Regions from separate parts of the Mus musculus genome. Here region 1 is linked to region 2. Evidence: chromatin contacts called from public Hi-C data. All regions are on one chromosome and are shown on one strand. The core of a region is the stretch at or near the end of the contact, and the rest is flanking DNA. Distances in the headings are between cores, read along the strand shown. Region 1 overlaps Limch1 (LIM and calponin homology domains 1). Region 2 overlaps Limch1 (LIM and calponin homology domains 1).

What was found. A called contact is a pair of places that touch in the nucleus more often than the background predicts.
Region 1: a Hi-C map of the N1E-115 cell line shows a contact between it and region 2, with 4 times the contacts expected there. The contact joins two enhancer-like sites. A contact is called at or near these places in 17 of 39 promoter capture datasets (the 3T3-L1 cell line, 3T3-L1-derived adipocytes, the C10 cell line and 11 more), 8 of 484 Hi-C or Micro-C datasets (the C10 cell line, the N1E-115 cell line, bone marrow-derived macrophages and 5 more), 12 of 115 datasets of contacts at active chromatin or transcription factors (astrocytes, craniofacial prominence, embryonic basal ganglia and 8 more) and 2 of 9 other capture datasets (adipose tissue and pancreatic islet).

Annotation. Positions count from the first base shown.
Region 1 is chr5:66,989,995-66,994,467 of GRCm38.p6, reverse strand. Limch1 (LIM and calponin homology domains 1) reads right to left here. Exons shown (of 26, transcript NM_001001980.3): 9 at 1,290-1,325. Among named protein-coding and RNA genes, the nearest start is that of Gm33040, 7.2 kb to the left of the region's middle. Within about 2 kb of position 1,692, at least 3 of the 459 cell types and tissues checked have an H3K27ac peak or open chromatin away from gene starts, as enhancers often do. A contact at or near this core is called in the N1E-115 cell line, where this site is marked.
Region 2 is chr5:66,780,169-66,784,832 of GRCm38.p6, reverse strand. The region is part of intron 1 of Limch1 (LIM and calponin homology domains 1); the gene reads right to left. Among named protein-coding and RNA genes, the nearest start is that of Limch1, 37 kb to the right of the region's middle. Within about 2 kb of position 2,707, at least 7 of the 459 cell types and tissues checked have an H3K27ac peak or open chromatin away from gene starts, as enhancers often do. A contact at or near this core is called in the N1E-115 cell line, where this site is marked.

The DNA of each region.
Region 1 (4,473 bases), core at 443-2,942, 210 kb before region 2:
TCTCAATCGCATGCCTCCTCCTGTCAGCGATGTGAAATATTGCCGCTGAAGGATTTAAGAGTCATACCCAGGTCTCAGTTTTACTGTTGGCTTAACTCATTGCAGTCAGTCAGGCACAGGCTGAGTTGCATTTTGGGGACACGGAGGTTCTGTCTCCTAGAGAACTACATAATTCTAGACTGCCCATTGGAACTTGGCAATGGAATGTGAGCGCTCAGGGTTAAGACTCCTCAACACAAACACAGGGAAAAGCATGATGGGAAAAGAGTTGTCTAAAGCCCCCATCTCTGCCTAAATACCATTATGGTTGTCATCAGTAGAATTGACATCTGTGGGTTCTACGCCCTGATTTGCTGTGGAACTTGGGTCAGGAGAGCAAGCAACATCCATCGTTCTGCTGATGGCCAGGTCTCTGTCAGGCCACGTGGACACTTTTGTGCAACTCGTGTTGGAATGAAATATTAAATCCTTTTCCTCAGAAGACCAATCACCACACCCAAGAAGATCATCCTGAAAAACCTTCGGCCTTGTACATCAAGGGCACAAGGTTCTGCTTACAGGAAAGCCAACTTTGGGACAGAGTTTGTAAGGTCACAGATGGGGTGAATACGATTTTTCTCAACCTGGGATGTGAGGTGCAGGGTAGGGAAGAGACCTCTGTTCCAGAAGAAAAGCAAGCGGTAGGCAGAGGAACCCGGGTTCTTGTTTTATACCCTTGACCCCTTGCTATGCCACAGAACTTGAACAAAACCCCAATGTTTGGGTCTTAAACATCCCACAGTTTATACAACTCCAACCTGGTAGAGACTTGGGCTTCTGAATCTATAATTAGTGGTTTAGGATTTGGTTGGTTTTTTTTTTTTTTTTTTTTTTTTAGTTTTGGGGAAAAAAGTGACTGTAAGAATGACTACTTCTTTGTTTAGGCTAAGCCCCTGTGCATTGGGAGTTAAACTGCAAACCTCATGACACCCCCTTCCCTAATTCAATGGTTCAGGAAGGGTACCAATGTCCAAGTCATAAGAGCGGCTTGAGCATGCCAGGCAGTGGGAAATGAGCGGCAAAGCTGCAGCATTAGCCACACATTAGCATCATGCTTAAGTTGCTGTCTCCATCACTTCCCCTGCACAGAACACACGACCCCGGTGGCACCCCGGTGCTCGTCTGTGCACTGGGCTGACTGTGCAGCTCTCTGCAGCCTCCGTTGCATGCCAATTAGTGGTAAGTACAGGAAGCATGCAGTTTAGGCTAGTGATTAATGTGATCCTATGAACACGATAGATGCCACTTACTCTGCGTCATCTGACACAGGAGTTCTGGGACCGTATCTACAAGATCAAATACAAAATTAGAGAGGGCTGGCAGAGAGCGGATGCTGTGACCAACCTGGAAAAACAAACTGTGGGAGAAATCAGTTCGTGTCTACCAAACCTTTTTTGCTGGTCATGCTGTAAGAGAAATGTTGTTACACAATTAGCAATATTCATTAGCTACTTAAAAAAAAAGCCAAAATCAAAGCCTTCATATTTCCAAAGGGTATAAAGTTGCCATTAAGACCCAGAAGAGAAATCAAAAAAATCCCATGCTGCCCACAAAGAAAACTCTGTTTAATGGAAACACAAAAGCTTGGGGTTAACTCACAGTATTCGGAAAAGACAGCCTAAAATGCAAATACACTACAGTTATTCGCACACACATGGCTCATGCCCCTGTGTTGGTGTAATGGGCCGTCATGGACATGCAACATACATGAACCCTCACTGAGCTGCTCTGATGTGTTAATGCACAGACAATATCAAAGGCTATTCCTACGGGTTTTCTAAGAGCAAATCAGAACTTCAGCCAGAACTCCAATCAGTACTTTCCGCCTGCATTTGACAGAAACCACAATTCCTAGAAAACGGGTCGTCTTAATCAAAACCAGACTCAGAGGCTATCCCACAGCTGGAAAAAAACAAGGTTTGTCCTGATCTTTTCTATTCTCCTGCTAATCTGGGTTTACAAAGCTACATCCTCGGCAGTATGATTATGTGAGGCCCAAATGAAGCTACACAGTAGAAAAGATCTGAAGGTGAGAACATCACTGTACAGGAGCACGCATCTGAATGAAAAACTCCCGTGATCAAGCATCCCTGCAGCAAGGCACTGTCTTCTTCTGCTCCCAAAAGGCTGCTCACTTCTCTCACTTCTGTATTCTTTTCTTTTCTTTTTTTCTTTTTTCTTTTTGGTTTTTCGAGACAGGGTTTCTCTGTGTAACTCTGGCTGTCCTGGAACTCACTCTGTAGACCAGGCTGGCCTTGAACTCAGAAATCCTCCTGCCTCTGCCTCCCAAGTGCTGGGATTAAAGGTGTGCGCCGCTGCCGCCACCACCATCCGGCTGTCACTTCTGTATTCTGAATGCTGTAAGGAGACTCTATCCTGCTTCTAGCTTCCAGAAACCACACCTGGTCAGCAAAACATTACCTTGTCCCATGATCGGTAGCCTATCAGGTAATTTCTGAATGTTTCTTCCTATAATTTTAGAGAAATTGCCCCAACAATGCATGAAAACACACACACACACACACACACACACACACACACACACACTCCTTTCTTTCTTTCAACTTTCATCATTCTAGAACATTCCACATTTATTGACAATTATTATTTCATTCATAGGGAAAACCTGAAAATCAAGACTGCCTTTGCTGATAAGAAGAAGGTAGTTAGCACTTGGCTTCAAGGGGCCTTTTCAGTTATCAAATCTGTGGGTAAGACCCCAGCTTTCTGTTGGAATGGACAAAAGCAAGCCAACCAAAGGACTGTGAGAAGACTGTGCTGGCAGAAGACACATTCTGTTCTGCAGGGGCCACTCCCAAAAGGTACTAGTTTAAGCAGGATCCTCAGTGTGCCCCAAATGCCCCAACTGTGAGGCAAGTGACGCGAGGACTCTTCCCCACTAGGGAGGGAGCATGAGCAGGGTCACTTCTGAAGCCTGGATACATGGATTTTAGTCAGTAAAAAGGCCCACTAGAGCACTCATATTCAAATGCGGGGCTTGCTAAACCATCTTTGAAAGAGAAGTTATTCTTGATGGATAAATAATGGAGAAATGGTTAACTAACAATTGTGTGGCCTCGTGTCTCTATTTGGATATCCAGTTAGTATTTTATCGAAGTACAACACAACTCGGAACTCGGAGCTTATGGTGCACACACAGTCTTGTCCTAGCTAACTGTTAGCTTCGGGATGGATCTGAACTTCAATTGTTTTCTTCACAGAACAATGAAACAGCGTTCAAGGAGGTCTCTGCTGGTGACAGATTCTTCCTAAATTCTGAGTCTCACCCTGCAAGAAGCTTTCTGGCTGTTCTCCCTCGGCAGTGGCTGGAGGAGGCCCCTGAGAGGTAGTTTTGGGATACTGGCAAGAGCAGCAGACTCTGAGGATCGCCTTCTGTGCTCCGTTTTCTGTGCGCTCATGGATCTAAGGCGTTTCCTCGTAGATGGATGTGTTAGTTTTAAGGACCACAGATGTAAGAAAGACTGTCTTTGCTGATTAAGAGGAAGGTGATTAGCACTTGGCTTCAAGGGGCCTTTTCAGTTGTCAAGCAGGTCTGCTCTCTCTCTCTCTCTCTCTCTCTCTCTCTCTCTCTCTCTCTCTCTCTCCCTCCCTACCTCTCTCCCTCTCTCCCTCTCTCCCTCCCTCCCTCTCTCCCTCTCCCTTCCCTCTCCCTCTCCCATAGAGATCCTTAAATGCAAAGTAGGAGATACTCTGGGTAAAGAATGTCTTAATGCTATAGGGTATAGAATTGATGACTGTGACAGACTTGGAATGAGCAACCTACCAGAAAAGTCAATTAATGAAGTTCCAATCTGAGGGTAGTAGCATTCAGAAGGGTGACAGAAACAAGGCATATACCAACTGATTATGTTCATACAGCTTCCGGCACTAAGAGAGCGTCTTAGAATCCACAATAATTCAGTGGTGGATCCCTCCGAACTAATTTGAAGTGAGAGTAGACAATAGCTTCACCCACTCCTCTAGGATGAACACTCAAGTCTTGTGTTTTGCACATAGCAATTACTTGTTAAAAGGAAACACAAATTCTCAGGGCGTGTGTTGGCTCAATCAAGAAGTATATCCTGGGCTGGGAGATGGCTCAGCAGGTAAAGGGGCGTTCAACCAAGCATGATGACCTGCGTTTTCTATAACTGACATAGGAGAAGGACCCATCCAACTACCACAGGCTGCTCTTTGACCTCTCCTGGCACGTGGGCATTCTCTCCCTCTCCCTTTCTCACATGCACAGATGCACACAAGCACAGAAACACACACACATACACAGACCAAATATTTTTGAAAAAGAAGTATGTCATAAAGTTAATGGCTCTCTTCACTTACACTGACTATCCTAATATGAACTACAAATGACTGGCAGATGGAAAGCAGTATGAATTCAAGCAGGTCTTTCTCCGTGACTCCTCTTGTGACTTG
Region 2 (4,664 bases), core at 1,458-3,957:
AGGAGCGGGCAGTACAGCTGTCAATCAGAATCACACAGTGACTCGCAGCCAATCAGGGAGACAGACAATCAAGTTTGACGTTCTCTTTCAACAGGAAGGGAATTTGCTGATAAAAGCAAAGTAGTATTTGGCTAATAAGTCTCTCTCTCTCTCTCTCTCTCTCTCTCTCTCTCTCTCTCTCTCTGTTTGTTGTTGTTGTTGTGTTGTGTTGTGTTGTGTTGTTTTGTTTTGTTTTCCCCCGAAACAGGGTTTCTCCGTTTAACCCTGGCGGCTGTCCTGGAACTTGTTCTGTAGACCAGGCAGGCTGGCCCTAAACTCAGAGACCTCGTCTTTGACTGATAAATTTTAATGGTAATTTTGATCATGAGACGTTAGAATGCTATACAACCAAGGGGGCAGTTCTATGTAAAGGGTGTTGTACACATTATCTCTCTATTATCCCAAGTATAAAACTAACATCAGCTCTGGACCCAGACTGCTTTGGTTAAAACCCTAGCCTGACTTCACTTAGATAAGTCTTTTAGTTTAGGGACTATCAAATTACAATATTATATTATAAGACACATGGTTGTCTCCCGTGTTCTTCAATAATAGTCACTACCTTAAAGAGGTGCTCTAAGGATTCAGTAAACGAACCTAAAGTACACAGAAGAATGGCTGGTGCACAGGAAAGACTCGGTGAATGTTAATTCTTACCACTTCATGACATCATCATCATCATCTTTGGAACAGTCTCCCCATTTCCTCCCTCCTACACATCTTTTACTAGATTTTATACATCTTAGTTCAAAGGCTTCCTACAGTTAGATGAGAGTGGGTCCTCATGCTACAAAGTCACAAAGCATTTCTCTACCACATTCCAAGTGCCTACGTCTCCTGGTCCATCACTAATTGGCTTACTAAGGGTTTCATTGCTGTGAAGAGACACCATGATCAAGGCAACTCTTAGAAAAGACAGCATCTCCCTGGGCCCAGCTTACAGGTTCAGAAACATAATGAACCCATACATAGCAGAAACAGGGACACAAAATTAACCTCTAAATATCCAGGGACTCATACTTGCCACTGGACTCCAAGCATGGGAGAGGCTTTGGTCGGTGACACAGTAAGTTCTCTTTCCCACCATGTCTTACTGAGGGGCAACCGACCAGAGATATCGCATCCAGGTCGGGACATAAAGGGGTTGGAGGGCAGATCCTTGAAGAACAGACAAAGAAAGACCATTGATGAAATCAACACCAGTGGGGGCAGGGAGAAACCTCTCTTTCCTACAAGACCAGCCACACAGGCCTTAATGGAAGAGCAGAGGTAACCTGAGACAAGCAGAAACCTTAATGGCACCAAACAAACCCATCCTGAAGAATGTGAAGAATCCAATGTAATGCAAGATGCAATCTATAGGCCTTGGAATCATGGACCCAGCTCCGGTATCAACTGGGTCTGGAGACACTGCCTCCCTTGTTTCTGGAAGGCAACAGTATGGAAATGTATTTGCCCTCTAGAGCTACTCAATGAAGCCAGGCCTGACTTTCAGCCTGAAAGCTTGAATCTCATGGGTTGGTCCCTTTACATAAGAGGATTTGGGGTATCATATGTTATAAAGTCCTCCTAGCACCTCATTTAATGGAATTTCTAAATCAGCAATCTTGCTTAGCTATGCAAAGGCAAATAAAGTAAGAAAAAAATTCCCTTTTGATTTTTTTTAAAGATTTATTTTTTTATTATATCTAAGTACACTGTAGCTGTCTTCAGACACACCAGAAGAGGGCATCAGACCTCATTACGGATGGTTGTGCGCCACCATGTGGTTGCTGGGATTTGAACACAGAACCTTTTAAAGAGCAGTCAGTGATCTTAACTGCTGAGCCATCTCTCTAGCCCCCTTCCCTTTTGCTTTTAAGGAATTTAAATTAAACTTATTGGATCTGGAAGAAAGACTTTAATAAAATGGGGTGGTGGGAGGGAGAAGAGGAAGGAAGTTTCTCATTACTCAACTGGCTTGTGAGATGAAAACTAATTTAGTGGTTGGGGTTTTTTCCCCTTGGAATAAGAATATCGGGCAATTTTTACATTGTTCCAAACTGCCCTGCAGCTGTAAGGCTGGCTTCCACTGTTGGAGCAAAAGGACTAGGAGTGGACTCCCAAAAGATGAATACAGTTTTACTGTATCAAGACATCATTTGTGGGACCCACCCATGTGTTCATCTTGATGCAAATTCAGAGTAAGCACCTAACTGTCTCACAGCCATTAAATTGTTTTTTCTTCAATGTAGATGCACTTAGGTGTGAGTACAACGTCTTTAAAATATTTTTTTTAATTTTTTGTATTTTGTGTATATGTGGCAGAGGAAATCTATGCATGCGTGTGCTGATTCCTGGGGCATCCTGAAGGGGATACCAGATTCCATGGAGCTAGAGTTATAGACAGTTGTGAGCTGCCCAGTGTGGGAGTTAGGATTAAAACTAAGATCCTCTTTAAGAGTAGTGATCACTCTTAGTCACTGACCCATCGCTCCAGCCCCACATGACAACATTTTACTTATTATCAAGGATGTCCAAATGTTTTAAGGATTAACCAAATCAATCAAACTGCCTGGTATCAAGTTATCCTTGATTGTATGGTTCCTTTTCTCCCTGGTCTGACTAAAACAACTTCAGGAAGGAAGAGACCTTTGGCTCACAGTTAAGAGGATCCAGTCCCCTAGAGCAGGCAACGCATGCCAGCAGGAGTACGGGACTTGGGGCAGCCACTCGATGCATCCATAGTCAGGAAAGAGACCAAAATGAATTGTGGTACTCAGCTCACCTCTTTTATCTTTTTAATCAACCCCAGGACTGACTGTGGGGTAGTGCTGCCTACACTCCAGGACAGTATCCCTTGCTCAGAAACAACCCCATACACATGTCTAACCCGTGTGCCCCTGGTTCATGTTAAGCCTGGCAAGTTGACAATGAAGATTAAGCATCACACTGACTGTCACTGGAATGTCACTGTGTGACTCATTGAAATAATACATCGTTCAAGTTTGAATGTCACAATGGAGATACTTAATTACTGAACATCCTAATGCCCTGATACTCTGGGGTCTGAACAGTCCCAAGAAATGTTTCTGGCTGAATATCTGGCTAATGAACTGACTCAAAACTGAAAACCTCAGACTTCCACTGCTCATGAGTCATATTAAGTCAACAAATCAAGTTGCACATGGTCAAATATAATTACCTACATGTTTTACAATTTGGCATGTAAAATAGGCCAAATTGTAGCATCACTTCATTATTAAAGAGCTCATCATAGAATTTCAAGTCAAGTTTCTAAATATATTTTAATTAATACGGACTCAAAAAAATCAAATACACTGTCTGCCGTACTGCTCTACCCATAAGCCTTGTAGTAACCCAGTCAGGACCACTAACACGTTTTCTAAGATACTTTTAATCAAGGTGGAAACTCAGACAAATTATTCTGGGTCACTGACTCCAACAACTAAAGTAAAATGCCTTAATTCTCAAAGCAAATTGCTGTTCTTCCCCAGAACTTATGGGAAGGAAACCTCGGGACTAATTTAGGAGGTTTTGTGGCAATAGTTACTAGACGCCAGTAACCATCTGCCTGTAACTTTACCCTCAGACAAGCCGCTTCTACTTAAATGTCCAGCCTGATGTTGACATTTTCTAAAGAGCCAAAGCAAGATGAAACTGTTTCTGTCTCAGAAGGAGAAAGCGACTGCTCTCTCCGACTCCATCAAATCACTCAGCAATCAATCCACATTGGTATGGTTTGAATGAGAATGGCTCCCATACCTGAAAACTTAGGTTCCCAGCCGATGGAATTTTTGCAAAGAATGAGAAGTGTGTCGCTGGGGGTAGGCTCTGAGGTTCTCAAAGCTTACCCCTTTCACAGTTAGCTCTCTCTGCCTCCTGCTGGTACATCAAGACATGAGCTCCAGCCACCTTCCCTTTGCTCCACCATCTGGGACTCTACTCTCTGGTAGTCCAGTTAAATACTTTTGTTCATAAGTTGCCACAGTCATGGTGTTTGTCACAACAATAGAAACTCTAACTAACACAGTTGACTTTTAAGCCTCATCGCCCTATTTTTTGCCCTGGAGGAGTACTGGAAACCTGGTATTTTAAACATAGGGACATGCATGTTTTCATATAGTCATCAGTGGAACTTTGAACATGTTTCTGGATTCCTGTAGTCTCCATCTTCTTGTCCTTCATATGGGACCATGATGGAGGCTGGGTGACTTGTTGTAAGTCACATTTTCCGTGAGTCATGTCATACTTTCATAGTCAGAGAAATCCACCTACCCGGATTCTGCCAACAGAGTTGCCTACTCTAAGAGATGTGCCTTAAGCATATTGCTGCTCATAGCCAGGCATCTCTGTTCAACCTTCTCTGTCTCACTCCTAAAACCTTTACTTACCTGTATCTCCGCCAACACTGGTCTTCTCTACTTTCCCAGCATGCTCTTGGGCACTTCAATGCCTTCCTTAAGAGCTATGTCAGATACTCTGTCCACATTCATTCAATCTGACATTGGACCTCTGACTATGAGCAAGGTGCTTAGCAAGATAAGATATGAATTAAGCGGCTGGGAGCTGGCTCAGTTGGAGAAACACTTGCCTTTATAAGCATAAGGCCTGAATTAATCCCT